Linked DNA regions of Mus musculus: regions 1 and 3 are each linked to region 2. Evidence: chromatin contacts called from public Micro-C and promoter capture Hi-C data. All regions are on one chromosome and are shown on one strand. Each heading gives the region's core, a stretch centred on a gene start, on an enhancer-like site or on the middle of the called end of the contact. The rest is flanking DNA. Distances are from core to core; before and after follow the strand shown.

The links. A called contact is a pair of places that touch in the nucleus more often than the background predicts. Capture Hi-C pulls out chosen DNA fragments and counts their contacts.
Region 1: a contact with region 2 is called in a promoter capture Hi-C map of liver. The contact joins the promoter of Tex22 here to the promoter of Jag2 in region 2. A contact is called at or near these places in 2 of 39 promoter capture datasets (cranial neural crest and neural stem cells), 3 of 484 Hi-C or Micro-C datasets (CD8 T cells, bone marrow-derived macrophages and liver), 2 of 115 datasets of contacts at active chromatin or transcription factors (embryonic stem cells and pancreatic cancer cells) and 4 of 9 other capture datasets (adipose tissue, embryonic stem cells, liver and 1 more).
Region 3: a contact with region 2 is called in a Micro-C map of embryonic stem cells, with 2.4 times the contacts expected there. The contact joins the promoter of Mta1 here to the promoter of Jag2 in region 2. A contact is called at or near these places in 7 of 39 promoter capture datasets (the 3T3-L1 cell line, the C10 cell line, the HPC-7 cell line and 3 more), 4 of 484 Hi-C or Micro-C datasets (bone marrow-derived macrophages and embryonic stem cells), 2 of 115 datasets of contacts at active chromatin or transcription factors (double positive thymocytes and pancreatic cancer cells) and 4 of 9 other capture datasets (adipose tissue, liver, macrophages and 1 more).

Annotation. Positions count from the first base shown.
Region 1 is chr12:113,073,054-113,075,822 of GRCm38.p6, forward strand. It overlaps Tex22 (testis expressed gene 22), which reads left to right and starts at 1,449. Exons shown (of 3, transcript NM_001361919.1): 1 at 1,449-1,806; 2 at 2,191-2,383. The coding sequence starts at 2,228. It overlaps Pacs2 (phosphofurin acidic cluster sorting protein 2), which reads left to right. Exons shown (of 24, transcript NM_001081170.1): 24 at 1-1,348.
Region 2 is chr12:112,928,049-112,930,798 of GRCm38.p6, forward strand. It overlaps Jag2 (jagged 2), which reads right to left and starts at 1,447. Exons shown (of 26, transcript NM_010588.2): 1 at 1,371-1,447; 2 at 834-1,184. The coding sequence starts at 1,436.
Region 3 is chr12:113,096,784-113,099,682 of GRCm38.p6, forward strand. Mta1 (metastasis associated 1) reads left to right here and starts at 1,495. Exons shown (of 21, transcript NM_001364622.1): 1 at 1,495-1,662. The coding sequence starts at 1,635.

The sequences.
Region 1 (2,769 bases), core at 199-2,698, 150 kb after region 2:
GACTGCTCGCCCTTCCTGGGGTGAAAGATGGCAGGTTTTTATTTACTTACCTCCCTTATTGACTTGCTGAACAGGGTCTATTTGTCCTGGATAATAGGTCCCCAGGTCCCTGGGTCCAGGGCTTCTTAGTGGAACTCCTGGTGAGGTATTCTCTGAAAAGATCTTGTGCTGAGTCAGGCCACTGTAATCCTTGGAGCCTAAGAGCCTAGTTTACCTGCCCCTTGTGTTTTTTCCCAAAAGTCAACCTTCATATGAAACATTTGACCTAGATTTCTAGCCTTGAGGCCACAGGGGTTCAAGCTCTTGCCTGAGGGCAGCCCTTTTCCAGAACCTTCCCCTGTACATACGTGCTCCTTCCTTGACTGGTTCCAGGGGTCTGACTTTACACACACAAGAGGAAGGTGTAGGCAGCGTCTTTGTCCCACAGCTGGCCCAGGGTGGAGTCAGGAAAGCCTAGCACCTGAGCACCATACACCTTCCCCCCAACCCCCACCATGGCAGTGCTAGGTGCAGACCTAGACAGCAGTCCTTCCTCCCTGTGCCTCACTCCCCCAGTGGTTAGAGAGATGGTCCATTTTCCTTGCCTACCTCATGGAGCTGTAATGAGAAGTCATGGAGAAGCACTTTGTCCCTTTGAAGGATGACACCAAAGCCCCCCTGACAGGCAGTGCAGTGGTACGAACCGCAGAGTGTGTTTGCATCCGAAGCTCTGAGGCATCACCCTCAGAGCCTGCCAGTCTTAGAGGTCCCTGTCAAGCAACACCAGTTGCCATTGCTCATTGCTGTCAGTTGGGGGCCCTGCCTCTACCTTCAAGTTGGTTCCTGCCACCACCCTCTGAGTACGCAGCTCAGTATCACTGTAAAGGTACCAGTGCTGGGAGGTGGGGGTGGGGAGGCGTGGGGAGGCGGGAGGCTCAGCCCTGAAGCAATGGCTTGCCCTAGCCTTATCCTGCAAGCCTCACTTCTTCCTCTAGCCTCCATCTCAAATGAATTCCGCATAAAAACGTCCTGGCACTTCTCCCCAGGGCCAGGGTACTTGCTCCCTAAATCCCTGTGCCCTTCAGAGACTGCTCTGTCCTGGAAGGGGGCCAGCAGAAGCTGACAGCCTTGCGTGAGGATGACTCCGTTCGCTTCTGCAGACTGCCCAGCGCGCTGTGACTGATTTCTAGAGTGTGTATGTTGCTAGTTTTGTTTTTGTTTTTTTAATAAAAAGCAGGATTCATGTAAATAGCTTTTTTTGGGAGCAGATACTGATCTGTCCCATGCGACCATGTGGACGATTTCAAGGTGCTGAAGCGACACTAATAAACTGACGGCGCTCAGGCCGCCCACTGCTGTGATTTCTCTGAATGTGTTGGGGCCATGCGGCTTGAACGCTGGGGCGCACGCGTGGAGGGGGCGGAAGCGGCCGCGGAGGGCGGGGTCTGTAGGACGGAAGCTCCGTCCCTCTTCCCTAGAGCTCTGTCCTTGGATCCAGCTTTCTCAGGCTGGTGCTGAAGGTCCTAAGTCAGCCTCACCAGCCAGCTCTGTTTACCTGGACCCACATGAGCGTTCACAGGCCACACGACCCTCCACTCCCTGTGCAGACCCTTCTGAGCCTGGGCTCACCGGCTGATCCATTGTCAACCGGAGCTCATTAAGCCCCCCTCATCTGTCCCGGAGCCTACAGAGCCCTTCCCAGAGCCCTCTGGGCGAGCTCTGCATCCGCGTGGGAGCGGGTGACCCAACTCCCACATACCTTCACTGCTGCCCTTAACTGACTTCCACAGTTCATACCCACGGAGAGGGTGGGAAATGAGAGCTCAGGTTGGCGCTGAGCCTGGGCCTTGTGTGGTAGGGTTGTCCAAGACAGGAGGAGGCCTATTGAGGGTGGGATCCTAGGACTGAAGAGCTTGTCAGGACCGCAGAAGGAGCGCCCCCTGCGAGGAAAAGCAGACCAGGTGGTTCGGTGAGAGCAGAGAAGGCTAGGCTAGCATCTATTTCTAGGCTACTGCTGTCCCTGGGGGGATGCTGGTGCGGAGGATAATGGCCACAAGACCTGGGAGAGAAAGTCACAAGGGACCCCGCTACTCGGCAAGAGTAGTCACTAGGTAGAAGGCGGCCCCAGCAGGGCCTGCCATCATCTGCTTTAGGGATCTGCCGTGGCAGCAGGAACCCTGCTCAGTTCCCTTCCTGCACCTTGCCCCACAGCCCTAGTCGAGGGAACTGCAACCTGCTGTACTTAGAGATGGACAGCAGGCAACAGCGCCCCCAGAGGAAGACGCTACAGTGGCAGCTTGCTCAAGAGCAAAGACAACAGTCACCCCCACAGGGGCTTGCCGTGGCCTCCAGCCAGCCAGACACCAAGAGCAAGCCTCAGGACGACTTGCAGACCCAAGACTGGGTAAGCAGTTAGGAGAGTCTTCCGAGAACCCAGGCTTTTAGGTGGACTGGTTGGAAAGGGACACCGAGAATGGGCCTCTGGGACAAGAGGAAAGGACTGAATGGGACTGGAGGAAACATTTAGTTTTTAGGGCTTGCTTCTCCAACTACTCAGGCTAGGCTCGGAGGTAGACTTCCTCTGGTGGACACCAGGCAGAGAGAGGTCGCCTAAGGTCAGAAGGAGTGTGCCACACATACCCACATCAGCTCGTGCAGTGTCCCTGACCCCTGCTTTGAGGTCCCTCCAAAGGTGACAACTGTCCTGCAGGGCTGACCAGTAGCCCCTTCCGCTTTCATAAGGCAGGGCATTCTAGATGGTAAAGATGCTAACGTGTCATCTCTTGGGAG
Region 2 (2,750 bases), core at 197-2,696:
ACAATCAGGTGCCGGTACAAGCCAGGTCCAGAAAGTGAATAAAAGCAAGCACCATAAGACTTCCTGATCCCAGGCCTTTATACCACAGGCATGCTACCTGTCTCCCCCAAAGCTGGATCCCCATGACCCTTCTTCCCAGCATGCCCAGACTCGGGTTCTTGCCTGACCTGACCACCCCTAAGCAGACAGGGTGCTTCCCAATTCCAGAAACTAAGAAGCACAATAAAACATCCGCAAACAGCAGTGCCACAGAGGGTTACAACTTGGAGCCTTGTTAGTGTCTCTTCCCTTTCGGAGGAGGGGTCTTCCCATCTCTAGCAGCTTCTGCCAACACACACAATCAGGCCATCCCCGCGCAGGTCCCAGGCGCCTGTCCGTGCCCCCGGGCATCCAGGAAACTGCAGGGCAGGAGCAGGCTGGCCGCGGGCCCGGACGGCTCCGCCAGGGCCTGCCCCGGACCAGCCCCAGCACGCGCAGCGCACATGCCTGCACAGCCTACCGGGCCGCAGGCGCCTCGCACCTCCCCACGCACTGACACGCGCAGGGCGACGTAGGCACACTCCGAGGGCCGCCGTGCACGCGGACCTTGGCCTCCCAGCCCCGCCGCGACCCCAAGCCTGTCGGCCCTTGGGAACCCCGCGCGCCCACGTGGCCAGGCGCGAACCTGGCCGCAAGAGCACGCGCCCCAGGCCCGCCCGCGGCGCGGCGCCCCCTGCCGGCCCCGCCCCGTCTGGGCGCGCGCGGCCCGCACCCGCGCGGCCGCAGGTGCTGAAGGGACCGCGGCGGGCGCCGAGCGCGCAGGGAAGCAGAGTGCGGGGGAGGGGCGCACGTACCGGCCAGGCGAACTGAAAGGGAATGACGACGAGGCCCGGGTCCTGGTGGCCGCCGGTCCGAGACCGCGCGCGCGCTCGGTCCCCCGCAGCGCCCGCCGGCGGCAGGTAGAAGGAGTTGCCACCCAGCACGGGCGTGGCGCCGTAGCCGTAGCTGCAGGGCCCCGTGGGCGTCACCTTGGCCTGGTACTCCTTAAGGCACACGCGCACGTACGTGTCGCACTCGTCGCGGCCGCAGCCCCCCGCGCGCGTCGTCCGGCCGTCGCCGTCACAGCAGGCGCCGCTCAGCAGCTCCCCGTTCACGTTCCGCAGCGCGCTCAGCTGCAGCTCGAAATAGCCCATGGGCCGCGTCGCCTAAAAATAAGGCAGCGCAGAGTGCAGGGAGGCGCGGGCCGGGGTCGCCGAGCCTCCGCCCCGCCCCCACCCTTGCGCCGTTCCTAGGGCTCCGGACCGCGGCCGTTTGTGCGCCGCCTGGCCCGGAGGAGCGGCCCGGCCCGGTGCGCCCCGTCCGCGCCCGTCGCCACCGCGCGCCCCGCTCACCTGCACGCACAGAACCAGTAGCAGCAGCAGCCGCCGAGGCAGGCGTCCCCAGCCGCGTGCCCGCATCGCCGCCTCGACCCCGCCCGCGGCCCCGCCGCCGCCGCCGCCGCCCGCGCCCGCTATAGCCGCCGCGCCGGCCTCCAACGCCCGCCCGCCCTCCGAGCCCGGCGGCGCACAGGCGGCGGCGGCCGCACAGGCGGCGCGGGCGGGGTCGAGCAGTGCGCGCGGGCTGCGCGGCGGGCGTGCAGGGGAGGCGGCGGCTCCGGCTTACTGCAGCCGCTCTCCGGCGGCCGGCCCGGCTCCCACCCGGCGGCGGCGGCGACGGCGGCGGCGGGTCCTGGCCTCGGCTCTGCGCGCCCGCGCTCCCGGCACCGCAGCCAACAAGTTCGGGACGAGACTGACAGCTCGCTCGCCCATTCGTCACCCGCGCACCTGCATATGCATGAGGGGGCGGGGCCTCGCGGTGGGGTGGGGCCGTGGGGGGTGTTGGGGGCACCCCGAGCTTTAAAGGAGGCGAGGGTGCGGTCTATGCGCGGGGCGGCGGGGCGCGGGGCCACCGAGCTGTGGCTTCTCCTGCGCCCAGGCTCACTGAGGTGGGGCCTTTTCTGCTCCAGAATTCTCGCCCGGGTTAACAGCCTGGGAGTGAGTGGGGCGCCCCCTGAGGTCACTGCCTTGGTCCCCTCCCATCAGAGCGCAGCCACTCTCGCGCTGCTCTTGGTCCCAAGGGAGATACTGCCTGCTGCACACATCAGGATTTTGCCCCCACGCAGAGCGGGTGGGGCACTGAGACTTGAGTGAGCCCAACTCCTGGTGCGCCCCCTTCCCCCAGGAATTTCCCCCCAACTCCGCAGCCTCCTGTTACTTTCACGCCGGCTACAGGGGGCGCTACTCCCCTCCGGCGCTCAGCCCTCCCTTCCTCCAAGCGCACAGGTTGAGTAGCCAGTCAACAAATGCTCCTTCCTGCAGGCTGTTCCCAATTCCAAACTGAGGTGGTGGCCATCGCTACATTCTCTTATCTTCAAGGAACGTGCCGGCCTGAGGTTCAAATTTAGGGGAAAAGAAACGGGCATAAAGGATAGTGGACCATGTCAAGAGAGCTACCGGAAGAGGACTTTCCAACAGTCTGGGAGTATTAAGTCACAGAGCCTGGGTGTCCCAACCCTCCATTACCATTTCTTGACCCTGTTCCTAGGTGATCATTTCCTCTTCCACACGTCAACACCAAGGGTTCTTTGTCTACAAGCTGCCTCTCTCCCACTCAGCAGGGCCCTTTGCAATTCCAGTGGTTAGCCTCCATGATTGGTGATGTGCTACTCTGCCCTTACAAAAGTCTCCCGAAGGCTCCTCACTCTAGTCTCCCTTTCTAGTCCAAGTCACTGC
Region 3 (2,899 bases), core at 245-2,744, 170 kb after region 2:
CCCACGCCTAACCCTCACCGTGGCCCACAATGCTTTCCTGAGCGCCATTTACTCCACTCCACAGAATGCACCTCAAAGAGGACGCCGACTTGGCGGCCATAGACTTCCACCGACAAAGTAACCCGCCGTGCTCAGACTCAACCAGAACTCCCAGTCAGCTCCTTTTCACTGCCCCAACTGTGGCAGGGACAGGAGTCCCATCAGGGACACAACCTTTTGTCCTCTGGCCTTGGGGTAATGTCTAAGAACTCCCTCTTCACAGACCTTAGATAAGCAAAGGCAAGCCCTTAGTCACAGATGCCACAAAGAGGCACCTTCCTCAGCACCGCAATGCCCCACGGCTTATGTGGTCTTGGCTTCAGCTTGGGCTTGTGGGAGGGAATCCAAGCGAGCAGGGAGGTACACGGAGGGAGGCCTGGCACTTCAGGAACAAGCATGACCGCCTTGTTCAAGGATAGTCATGATGTTCCTGGGTGACTGAAGAGGTTGGACAATGGGGGACACACTGAGGACCCCTACAAGAATTGGAAAGGATCCCTACACAGGGGTGCAGGGAAGGGCTCACATAGAAGGACCCAAGGCAACCTTGTGAGAAACTCCCAAGGAGCCAGTCCTAGGAGGGCTCACCTTGTCAGGTATGTGAGAGGTCTCTGGAGGTGACCTGGGGTTGCTGAAGACTAGGTGAGCATGGAGCTTGGCGGGGGTGGGGGGAGGGCAGGGAAAGGGTCACCAATGGGTGCTGAGGGCCAGGAGGGAATGGGCCTGGAGAGTGCTGGAGAGTGCCACTGGAGGATGCCCGAGTCATTTGGGAGGGGTCGTGGAGAGCCTCCCAGGTAAGCTGAAAGACCATGTAAGAGGGCCATCCAGGGATGTCGAGGACCACTGAGGGTTAAAGAAGGGCCACCCAGTGGGTGCCGAGGTCCAGGCGGGCGTGGGCCTGGAGAGTGCCACTGGAGGATGCCAAGTATCATTCCGGAGGGGTCGCAGGAGGGCCATCAATGATGTGGAGGGCCAGCCACTCTAGGCGGGTTGCAGGAGTGCGTCCCAGGGACGCAGGGTGTGGGCCTGCCGAGGAGGACCACCTGGGGATGCCAAGGGCCACTCCAGCAGTGGCTTCGAAGGACCTCCAAGGGATGAGCAGCTGACCCAGGGATGCCGAGGACCACTTTGGAGAGGATGCAGGAGGGCCACTCGGGATGCCAGGGCCACGAAAGCGTGGGGCTCCGGATGGCCACCCGGGGATGCTGAGAGCCAGGCAGGAGGGGTCGTGGGAGGGCGATCCGGGGATGCCGAGGACCAGGCGAGCTAAGGGCTCAGAAGGGCCACTCGGCCAGGGGCACGCGGGCCGGCGCGGCGCGGGGTCGGGTAACGGCCCGCGCGGTGGGCGGCGGCGCCCGAGGCCCCTCCCCGCCGCCCGCGGCCGCTCCTCCTCTTCCTCTCCCGCCCGCGCCGCGGCCCTCCCGTCCCTGCGCGGCCTCGGCGGCCTCGGAGGCGGCGGCGGCGGCGGCGGCGGAGCAGCGCGGTCCCTTTAAACCGCCCGCCGGCGCCCCCGCGCCCGCCCCCGCCCCGGCCCGCGCCCGGCCCGCCGCCCGCGCTCGCGCCCCGCGCCCCGCGGCCCCGCCGCCGGCCCGGACATGGCCGCCAACATGTACAGGGTCGGAGGTAAGGCCCCGCCACGGCCTTTATGCGCCGCGGGCCCACCGCCCGCGCCTCCCGGCCCCGCCGCGGCCTCCGCGCCTCCCCCACGCCGCCCTCGCGCGCGGCCCGCGCCCCTCCCCCCCGTCCCGCCCCCGTCGCGCTCGCGCCCCGCCCGCGAGGCTCGGTTCTGGTCTCCGGTGCTCGTCCCGGCCCAAAATGGCCCCTGGGCTGCCGGTGCCGGGGCGCGCGCGCGCGGGGCGCCGAGCGGCGCTGGGAGGGGGCTATGCCCACCTGTTGGGGACCGGGGGTGGCCCGCGGGACGCAGGCGGAGTAGCGGCGAGTGGCCAGGGTGGCCAGGGCATCCCGGGGGCCGGCGGGCCCGGCGGCGGGAGGCCTGGGCCTGGGTCCGGGCCGGAGCCCCTGAGCAGGAGCACGTGCCTCTGGAGCTCTGGCTGCGGTCCCGCGAGCAGGAGTTTCGGGGTCTGGGGGGCAAGCGGTCTCCTCAGGGGGCCGTGCAGGGCCCGCTAGGTGTGCAGGCACCGTGAGTCCTGTTGCAGGGGCCACGAGCCCGTCCCAGCCGAGGGCTTTCCTTAGCAGGGATTCCTGGGGGGGAGGGTTGGCTACAGCAGGGGGCCTACATCCCAAGTGCAGGTCTGAATCACCCCAAACTTTTCTCTGCCTTACTGCTCACCCCTGCCTAGCAAGGAGGCACTTTCCTGGCCTTTGGAAGGCCAGAGGTCCCTACTGACCTGGGGCCATGAGAGCCTGTCTGCCCGGGCTGGTCCCCCAGTTGTTGGGCCCTGGGAAGAAGCCCTTTGCCCAGTTTGTGTATGTGTGTGTGTGACCAGGATACTCCGGAATGGCCTTGCACACATCCAGGCCATGCTGACCCTTATAGTTATCCCATAGCCTTCTTCTGCTCTCTCTCTGGACTTGGAGACCCTCCTGGTCACAGCCTAAATGTGGATGAGTCTGCTGCTGTCCCCCACTAGCAAACTTGGGCTTTGCTGTGAGAGTGTGCTTGAGTGCAAGACCACCCCGAAACACCCATCAACCACTCCTACGGAAGACCCCGACCCCTGAGTGCCTAGGTCATTTCCTTCCATCTCACACCAGCGGGACCCAGCCAGCTCAGTTCTGTGGCTTGGGGCACAGGGGTGCAGCTATCTCCACACGGATGGCTCATCCTCCCACAGCAGGCCTCCCACAGCAGGGGCCTCTCAGGGAATCCCTGATCTCACACCTTTGCTCTCTGCCAGGA